Linked DNA regions of Oryctolagus cuniculus: all the other regions are linked to region 1. The links are chromatin contacts, called in public Micro-C maps. All regions are on one chromosome and are shown on one strand. Each heading gives the region's core, a stretch centred on a gene start, on an enhancer-like site or on the middle of the called end of the contact. The rest is flanking DNA. Distances are from core to core; before and after follow the strand shown. Region 1 holds the start of BBS4 (Bardet-Biedl syndrome 4). Region 2 holds the start of HEXA (hexosaminidase subunit alpha). Region 3 holds the start of ARIH1 (ariadne RBR E3 ubiquitin protein ligase 1).

The links. A called contact is a pair of places that touch in the nucleus more often than the background predicts.
Region 2: a contact with region 1 is called in a Micro-C map of ear pinna, with 4 times the contacts expected there. The contact joins the promoter of HEXA here to the promoter of BBS4 in region 1. A contact is called at or near these places in 2 of 6 Hi-C or Micro-C datasets (ear pinna and an unstated tissue).
Region 3: a Micro-C map of ear pinna shows a contact between it and region 1, with 5 times the contacts expected there. The contact joins the promoter of ARIH1 here to the promoter of BBS4 in region 1. A contact is called at or near these places in 2 of 6 Hi-C or Micro-C datasets (ear pinna and an unstated tissue).

The regions. Positions count from the first base shown.
Region 1 is chr12:110,602,191-110,604,908 of mOryCun1.1, reverse strand. It overlaps BBS4 (Bardet-Biedl syndrome 4), which reads left to right and starts at 1,408. Exons shown (of 15, transcript XM_070054707.1): 1 at 1,408-1,560. The coding sequence starts at 1,537. It overlaps LOC138844765 (a long non-coding RNA gene), which reads right to left and starts at 1,448. Exons shown (of 2, transcript XR_011381109.1): 1 at 1,025-1,448.
Region 2 is chr12:110,773,369-110,776,086 of mOryCun1.1, reverse strand. HEXA (hexosaminidase subunit alpha) reads right to left here and starts at 1,316. Exons shown (of 14, transcript XM_002717700.5): 1 at 973-1,316. The coding sequence starts at 1,225.
Region 3 is chr12:110,731,447-110,734,164 of mOryCun1.1, reverse strand. ARIH1 (ariadne RBR E3 ubiquitin protein ligase 1) reads left to right here and starts at 1,397. Exons shown (of 14, transcript XM_051822317.2): 1 at 1,397-2,099. The coding sequence starts at 1,725.

The DNA of each region.
Region 1 (2,718 bases), core at 159-2,658:
TCTCTGCTGTGGCCAGGGAGTGCAGTGGAGGATGGCTCAAGTGCTTGGGCCCTGCACCCCATGGGAGACCAGGAGGAAGCACCTGGCTCCTGGCTTCGGATCAGCGTGGTGCGCCGGCCTCAGCGCGCCAGCCGTGGCGGCCATTGGAGGGTGAACCAACGGCAAAGGAAGACCTTTCTCTCTGTCTCTCTCACTGTCCACTCTGCCTGGTAAAAAAAAAAAAAAAAAAGAAAGAAAAAAAAGAAAAAGAAAAAAAAAAAAAACAGCACAGGGTGCGGTGGAATTGCCCTGCAGGTGGCAACACTAACAGGTTGCTAACGACCCCATCAGGTGGGAATATTGCATTAAAGTATTACAAATATGGTGCAGCTGCTTCTTTAAACGTGTACTGGAGGCACTGAACTGCTCCTGGTGCCTGCTCCTTCTTCCAGCGCTTAGCACCCACTGGTACTACAGCTGAGTGAGCCCTGTTGGGAGGGCCTGACCTGAATGACAGGCCACACTCACAGGTTTCTAAGGGAAATGAAGACCTGTGACCCAAGAAGTGTGCTCTACACACGTCCGAGGATTTTCCTATGAAAATGTCTCTGTAGGCCAGCATGTGGTGCAGCAGGTCAAGCCCCCGCGTGCAGTGCCAGCAAACATCAGAGCTCCAGCTTCCCGTCAAGCTCCCTACTAACGTACCGGGGAAGGCAACGGAAGGTGGCCCAAGTGCCTGGGTCCCGCCACCCACGTGAGAGATCTGGGTGGAGTTCCTGGTTCCTGGCTTTGTCCAGACCCAACCATTGCAGCCATTTGGGGAGTGAACCAGCGGATGGAAGACCTCTCTCTCTCTCTAACTCAGCCTTTCAAATAAATACATAAATTTGGAAAAAAAAAAAAGGAGAGATCTTTACACAGAATAATGGTTTCTATCTACAGAAGAAAGGCTGCCGGGGGTGGTTTTTTGCCCTTTGGGACCCTGCATCCCATACTGCAACGGCTGCTTCAAGCCTCAGCTCCATCTCCGCCGCCCGCTTCCTACCAGCGTGCACCCTGGCAGGAGCAGGTGGGTCCTTGCCGTGCACATGGGAGACCTGGACGGAGTCTGGCTGTCTTTTTCTTCCTGGCCGTCGCCGTTTCTGAAGTTGAGCAGTCAGCGCATTTCTCATTCTGGCTCGGGGAGCAGGGAGGGGTCCTGCGCGTCGCGCCCACCGAGCGAGGCCCCAGCCGCGGTGGGCGCCGGGGAGCAGGTGCAGAAGGCCCAGGCTGCACAGACGCCGCCGCCCAGCGCGCAGCCGGCTTCTCCCGCCCATCAGTCATCAAACGAGAGGGTGGGATGAGACCCCCGCCCCGGCCACGCCGCCCGCAGCCCGGGGAGGGCACCGCGCTCCCGGCCGGCGGCAGCTCCACAGCCCCGGAGAACCGCGGAGGCCGGGAGACGCCCGGGCCACTGACGCTTCCGGCCCGCAGGGCCCGCCCCCGACCGCGACTTCCGGGCCGCGTCGCTCCGGAAACCGCCGACTTCCGGCCGCGGCCGCGGTGGGCGGAGCCAACATGGCTGAGGAGAAGCTCGCGCCGGTGAGCGACCGGGTCCTCCGTGGTGCCGGGGGCCCGGCGCCTGCTCCCGCGGCGCTGGCCGCGCGTGGTCAGCCCGAGCTGTTGCAGCGCAGGGTCGGGCTGGGGGGCCCTGGCGGCTCTGGGGGTGCGGTGGGCGGGAGGGGCAGGCGGTGGCCGAGGGGGCCGCTGCGCTAGGCCGGCGCTTCGTGGTGTCGGGTCGGGGTCTGCGGGCGCGGGGGCTGCGGTGAAGCCGACGGAGGGCTGGAGCGAGCCCCGCGGAGCGCGCGCGGGCGCGGGGGGACGCGGTGAGGGCGCCGCGCTCTGCGCGTCAGGTGCGGAGCGCGCTAATCCGACTTCGGCGTGTGGCCGGCGTTAGCTTAACAGTCCGCCGCGTTTCTGCCCGTCTGGGAACCTGCGGCCTCCTGTGCTCCAGTTCCTGGTCAGCGTGCGCCGTGGGGGCCTTCGTGGGAGTGCGCTTGGGCCCCTCTCCCCGGATGTGTCCCCGAGTGGGGTAGCCGGGTCACCCCGTCGTTCTGTTACATAGCTGTGTTTTCAGGTGCACATCGACAGTGTTTACCGAAGTCTCAACCGCAAAATCTTGTCTACCTTGCTTCAGTGCCGCTATTCAAAACAGGTTCGAGCCGGCGCCGCGGCTCACTAGGCTAATCCTCCGCCTTGTGGCGCTGGCACACCGGGTTCTAGTCCTGGTCGGGGCGCCGGATTCTGTCCCGGTTGCCCCTCTTCCAGGCCAGCTCTCTGCTGTGGCCAGGGAGTGCAGTGGAGGATGGCCCAGGTGCTTGGGCCCTGCACCCCATGGGAGACCAGGAGAAGCACCTGGCTCCTGGCTCCTGCCTTCGGATCAGCGCGGTGCGCCAGCCGCGGCAGCCATTGGAGGGTGAACCAACGGCAAAGGAAGACCTTTCTCTCTGTCTCTCTCTCTCACTGTCCACTCTGCCTGTCAAACAAACCAAACAAACAGGTCCGGCACTGTTGCTGGAGTGATTGTGACTTTTTGGGAATTGGTCGAAGACACCCTGGAGGGGCCGGCGCTGGGGCACAGCCGGTAACTGCAACGCAGGCCTCCCATGAGAGCGCCTGTTCTAGTCCTGGCTGCTCCACTTGCGACAAGCTCCCTGCTAGTGTGCCTGGGAAAGCTGCAGACGGCCCTAGTGACTGGGC
Region 2 (2,718 bases), core at 67-2,566, 170 kb before region 1:
CAGACCACGCCTTGCTCTTGCTCTGGGAAGGGTTAAAGTAGACTGGGTGGTGGTCTGGTCCAGTCCAAGGGCAGAGGCCCCTTCTCCCCACCCAGCTGCCCATCCCACATTGCCTCCTCACAGTCCCCGGACAATCCCGTGCCCTGATGAGTAATGACCGCATGACTTGGGCCCTGCCTACCTGGGGGTCACAAGGTCTTCCCTCCCGTGGGACCGAGCTTATCCTCCAAATTGGAAACAGGAAAAGAAACCCAAACCGAAAAGAAGCAATGGCCAGGGGAGGCGTCTTCAGGACAGCGAAGCATGACGAACCATGTCACTTACTAACTTAACCACCTTTAATCTTGTGCGTGGAGCAAATCCAATCCCGGAAAGGGTCGCAGAAGGCTCTAGACACTGACAGAAGAATCCGTCTTCCATTGTCGAACAAAAGGGTTGGGCGAAGCAGCGGGAGGCAGTCTGCTTTGGGGTAACTCTCAGGGATGTACACGCTACCGATTTCCACCCCGCGGGCACTCCGAGAGCACACACCAGCCCCAACTCTGCGCCCCATCCCAGCCCCACACCGCTGGACGCGCCGTGTGCCACACGTTTACGGAGCTGTGCGTGGGTTCTCGCGTCCCGTCTGCTCTGGTCTTCCGTACCCAGCCCTGGTCCCGTTCTCACGGGGACCCAGACGTCTCAGGGGTCTGCTCAGGGCGCAGTATTCTGACATTCTTCCTGTAGCAGGCCAACTCCTGACACAGCTCAAGGGAGAGACTGCAGGCCAGAGTGGCCACAGAGGGTGGGCTCAGGCAGGGGGTACGCGCAGGAGACTGAGCCGACAGCCGGAGGAAAGGGCGGGAGGCGGCGGAGGCAGAGCGACCTGGGGACTGGCGGGACCCGGGTGGGTGTCAGGGTTCGCGGGTGGGGGCTGCTGCGCGGCAGGGCTCTCTCGGGGGCGGACTTCCAGGCGGCGGAGCACGGACTCACCCGAGAGGCTGGGACGCGGCCAGGACCCGGCCCCGAACAGCAGCTCCCGGTAGCGCTGGAAGGCCTGGTCGAGGACGGCGCAGCCCGGCTGCACGGCCGAGCTCACATGGTAGCGGAACTGGAAGCTGTTCGGGTACAGGGTGTAGTGCCGGCCGGACGTCTGGATGTACTGGGGCCAGGGCCACACGGGCGCCGCCCGGCCAGCGAACGCTGCCGCCAGCAGCAGCGACAGCCACAGCCCGGAGCCGGCCATGGCCCGCCGGTGACCGCCCCAGCGGGCCGACTAGCGCGAGCCCAGGTCAGGTGGGCGGCGGCGCTCACGTGAGGGCCGGCGAGGCGTCACGTGACCGGAGTGCGTCACGTGATTGGGCGCGCATCGCGTAGCCCGGCGGCGCCTGCGGGGACCACACTTCCGGGGTCGGCTCGCGGCTTTTTCCTGTCCCGCCCAGTGAGGCGGTGAGTGACAGCCCCGCCCGGCTCGTCCCTGCTGGCGCCGGGCCCGGGTCCAGGCAGCGGGCAGCGCCCCCTGGGGCCGCGCGAGGACGGGGCGGAAGCCGGAGAGCCGGGGGTTAAAGCCGTGCGTCACGGTGACGGCGGAGGCCGCGGGGCGGGGAGCGGGGGCCCTTGGCCGTCCGAGCTGCTTTGCTGGAGCGTGGCTGCTGTGTCCCGGGGCCGGTCTGAGCCCGGGAAACGTGTCCTCCCAGGGCCGGATGAGGCCCGGTTCTCTTCCCTCCGCGGGTGGTCGTCAGTGCCGAGCTGGCTGCCCTCACACCCCTTCCCCAAGACGGGCCCGCACACAGGTGCGGCGCTTCCGAGGGGCAGGGTCGGGGGTGCCCGGGGCTGGTCCTGCAGGGGCTTCGCTGGGCGGGCCTGGACTCAGGGCTTAGCTCCGTGGGCTGCAGAAGGCTGTTCCGAAATCTCCATTCCAGAAATCTGAGGGTCAGAAGCAGTTAGCAGACCTTTTGTAAAAAGCTGGAGGTGCGAGATGACCAGAGGCTAACCTTCAACAGTGCTGCCTGCAGAAGGAAGTAAAAAGAATGCTGTTGAGCGAACTGCTTGGCTGGGAGGCACCCTCCTAAAATCCTAACGGCGTTTCAGTACTACAGTGTAAAGATCGGGAAAATAAACTCGAGAGAAAGGCCCTTTAACGATCACGATAATTTATATTTAGGTTTAGATAACCCGATTTAAACATCTCTGATGGATAAAGTCATCTCTCAGGTCTTCAGTTTACAGATTCAGCAAGAAATTCCTCTTTGCTTGATTGTGGTGGAATGGAGGTTGTAGGAAAGGAAGCAGAAATTCAATCAAATTGGTTTCTCCATTGCTTAAATCTGCATTTTTCTGACGCTGGTAGGTGCCTGGGGCTCAGGCTGCCCGCAGAGATGTTACAGCAGGGTCCCAAGGTCGAGGCTCCCAGAATTATTACCGGAAGGGCCAAGTTCATAGCCAGTTCTGTAAGGTCAATAGGTTAGGCAGGGTTCAGACCAGGTTCAAAGGTGAGAGCGGTAGAACAGGTGGGGCGTTGGGACTGGGCAGGTGGCACAGGTGGCATGGCACCCTCTTCCGTAGACTGAGCCTGCAGCGGGGGAAAGGAGTCGCTTACCCACGACACTCACGCAAGATGGAGGACTTGGACCCAAATAAAGAGGTTTGGACTGTTACCAGGGAGAGGCTCTGGAGATTGGTGGAAACACTGTTGCAAACATACTGTTCCAGTTACACCCTCTGGCCGTTGTGTCATAG
Region 3 (2,718 bases), core at 148-2,647, 130 kb before region 1:
GGCTGGTGCCGCTTCTCAACCTTGTTTACAGGAACAACTCAAACGTGGACATTAGTACAGGGAACGGCCTACTCGTCACTTCCATACCCAACAAGCCCCTGCCACTTCACTGGTTTCAGAACCCCACCAAACTTTGATGAACCCCAAGTCTAGCAGGCATCCTGGAGCCCTCCCCACCGCCAGACCCGCAGCCAATGGTGCTGGCCCCCCTTTCAAATTAAGGCAGAATCCGGTCTCTTCTCATCACCTGCCCTGCCACTGCCCGAGCTCAAGGCCCTGTGGTCACCTGGACTTCTAAGACGGGCTCCTAACCGGTCTCTGCCTTCACAGCCCATTCTGCACGCAGGAGCCAGGGTTCTTTTCGGGAACACAGATCCCAAGTTCACTCTTCTAAAACCCTGCAACGCTTCCCATTGCAACAACGGCCGGCTTCCACTGCTTCGCTCCTGGTCCTTGTGTTTTCCCCATTTCTCTGCTGTGAGCAGGGTTGGGGGAAACCAGCAAAGGTGTAACGGGAGTTACCAAGGGGGCGACACGGGTTGCTGGGTGACACCGAGCGCCTGGCGTTTGATAGGATGTTCTGGGCTGCGCGTGTTTCCCCGGCTCTCCTGTTTACAAAGACGCCAAGTCCACTGGCAGGATGGCATCGGAGCCGTGCCAGCACCTCGCCAGTGCACCTGCTTGTCCTGCTCGCTCCCTCGCACCCCGCCTGCCCTGGGCGCGCAGGACGCAGGTGCCCGCGCCCCCACCGGCGCCGCGTTGTGGGGCGGTGCCCGGCGTACCGCACCGGGTCCTTACAAAGCGTTTTGACGCCTGTCCAGCAACCCCCCCCCAAGCACAGGGAGCGCCTTCCGTGGCCTGCCCGGCCCCTTTGGCTTCGGGCCCCGTCCGGCGCGCAGATAGCGGAGCCCAGGCGAACTCGGAGCTTCGGGCCCCAGGCAGCGCCCGCCGCGTGACGTCACCGTCGGGGGCACGGGCGCGAGCTGCACCTGCCGCACAGCGTAGGTTCCACGCGCGCGCGCGCGCAGCATCCCGCGCCCCCCAACCCCCACAGTTCAGCGGCCCGGGGGCCCGGGGGGCTCGAGTCCAGAGCCGCGGCTGCCAGGAGTCACGCCCGGTCCCCCTGGACCGCGCAGGGGACGGACGGGTCCCCCGCGGTCACAGCCGCCGCCGGGGCCACGGAGCCGCAGCCGTCTCGTGGGAGGCGCCCCCACCCCACCCCCACGGGCCCCGGCCCCGCAGAGCCGCTCGGCCGCACCACGGACCCTGGGGCGCCGCGGCGCTCGCCGACCTGGCGGGCCGGGCCGCGGGGTTTCCCGCACACGGCGCGCAGGGGCGGCGGGGCGGGGCGCGGTGACGTACGGGCGTGACGCGCGACGCAGCGCGACGCGGTGACGCACGCCCCTTTGTTGGCTCAGTAGCGGCAGCAGCGGCCGTGGAGGTGGCGCTGGGGGCTGTTTTCTCTCGGAGGCCGGAGCGGAGCGGCGTCTGACTGAGGCGGGCGGCCACAGGCCCCTCGCCGCCTCCCTCGCCGCCTCCCGCGCGCCGTCCCCGCCGCCCGCCGCCCGCCGCCAGCCGCCCGCCGCCGCCGCCGCGCCGGGGAGGAGCCGCGGCCCGCGCGGCCGCAGCCAGGCCTGCGCCCCGGACACCCGCCGGAGCCGGAGCGAGAGCCGGGGCCTCGGCGTCCCCGCCCTCTCCCCGCCTCGGCCAGCGTCCGCCGCGCCATGGACTCGGACGAGGGCTACAACTACGAGTTCGACGAGGACGAGGAGTGCAGCGAGGAGGACAGCGGCGCGGAGGAGGAGGAGGACGAGGACGACGACGAGCCGGACGATGATAACCTGGACCTGGGCGAGGTGGAGCTGGTGGAGCCCGGGCTGGGCGTCGGCGGGGAGCGGGACGGACTGCTGTGCGGGGAGACGGGCGGCGGCGGCGGCAGCGCCCTGGGGCCGGGCGGCGGCGGTGGCGGCGGCGGCGGCGGCGGCGGCGGCGGGCCTGGGCACGAGCAGGAGGAGGACTACCGCTACGAGGTGCTCACGGCCGAGCAGATCCTGCAGCACATGGTGGAGTGCATCCGGGAGGTCAACGAGGTCATCCAGGTGAGCGTGGCCGCCGCGCGGGCCTGCCGGCCGCCGCCGCCCCTGCCGGGGATGCAGGGTGCGCGGGCGGGCGCTCGCCGGCCGGGCCGGGCCGGGCCGGGCCGGGCCGGGCCGGGCGCGGGGAGGCGCGCGGGGGCGGCGCTTCCCGGCCCCGGCCATGGCGCAGGCCTGCCGCCGCCGCCCGGGGCCTCCGGCTCGCGGCCGATGCCTGCCGCGCCGGGCCCGGCGGCCGCGGGCTGCCTCCCGCGCGGGGCGGGGCGGGCGCGGGTGCGGGAGGAGGAGGAGTGGCGGGGGATCGGCCCGGTCCTGGGTGCTCCGGGCCGGTCTGGGGAGGGACTAGGGCAGGCCCGCGAGCAGCTGGGTGTACGGTTGCCCCAAGCGGGCACGAGTCAAAGGAGAAACGGATCCGCCCGGCAGGCCGAGCGCCTGCCTGCTCGGGGGAGGGGAAGAGGCGCGGGTGGGCCCTTTCCGACGGCGCGGCTGCTGCTGGCGGCGGTGACGTCCTGGCTGGCTGCAGGCGAGCGCCGGGGCCGCTCCGGCCGGCCGCACACGCGTCCCTGCGGCTCGCCGGGCAGCCCCCGAGCGCAGGGCGTCCCCCTGGACGGGGCTCCGTTTTGTG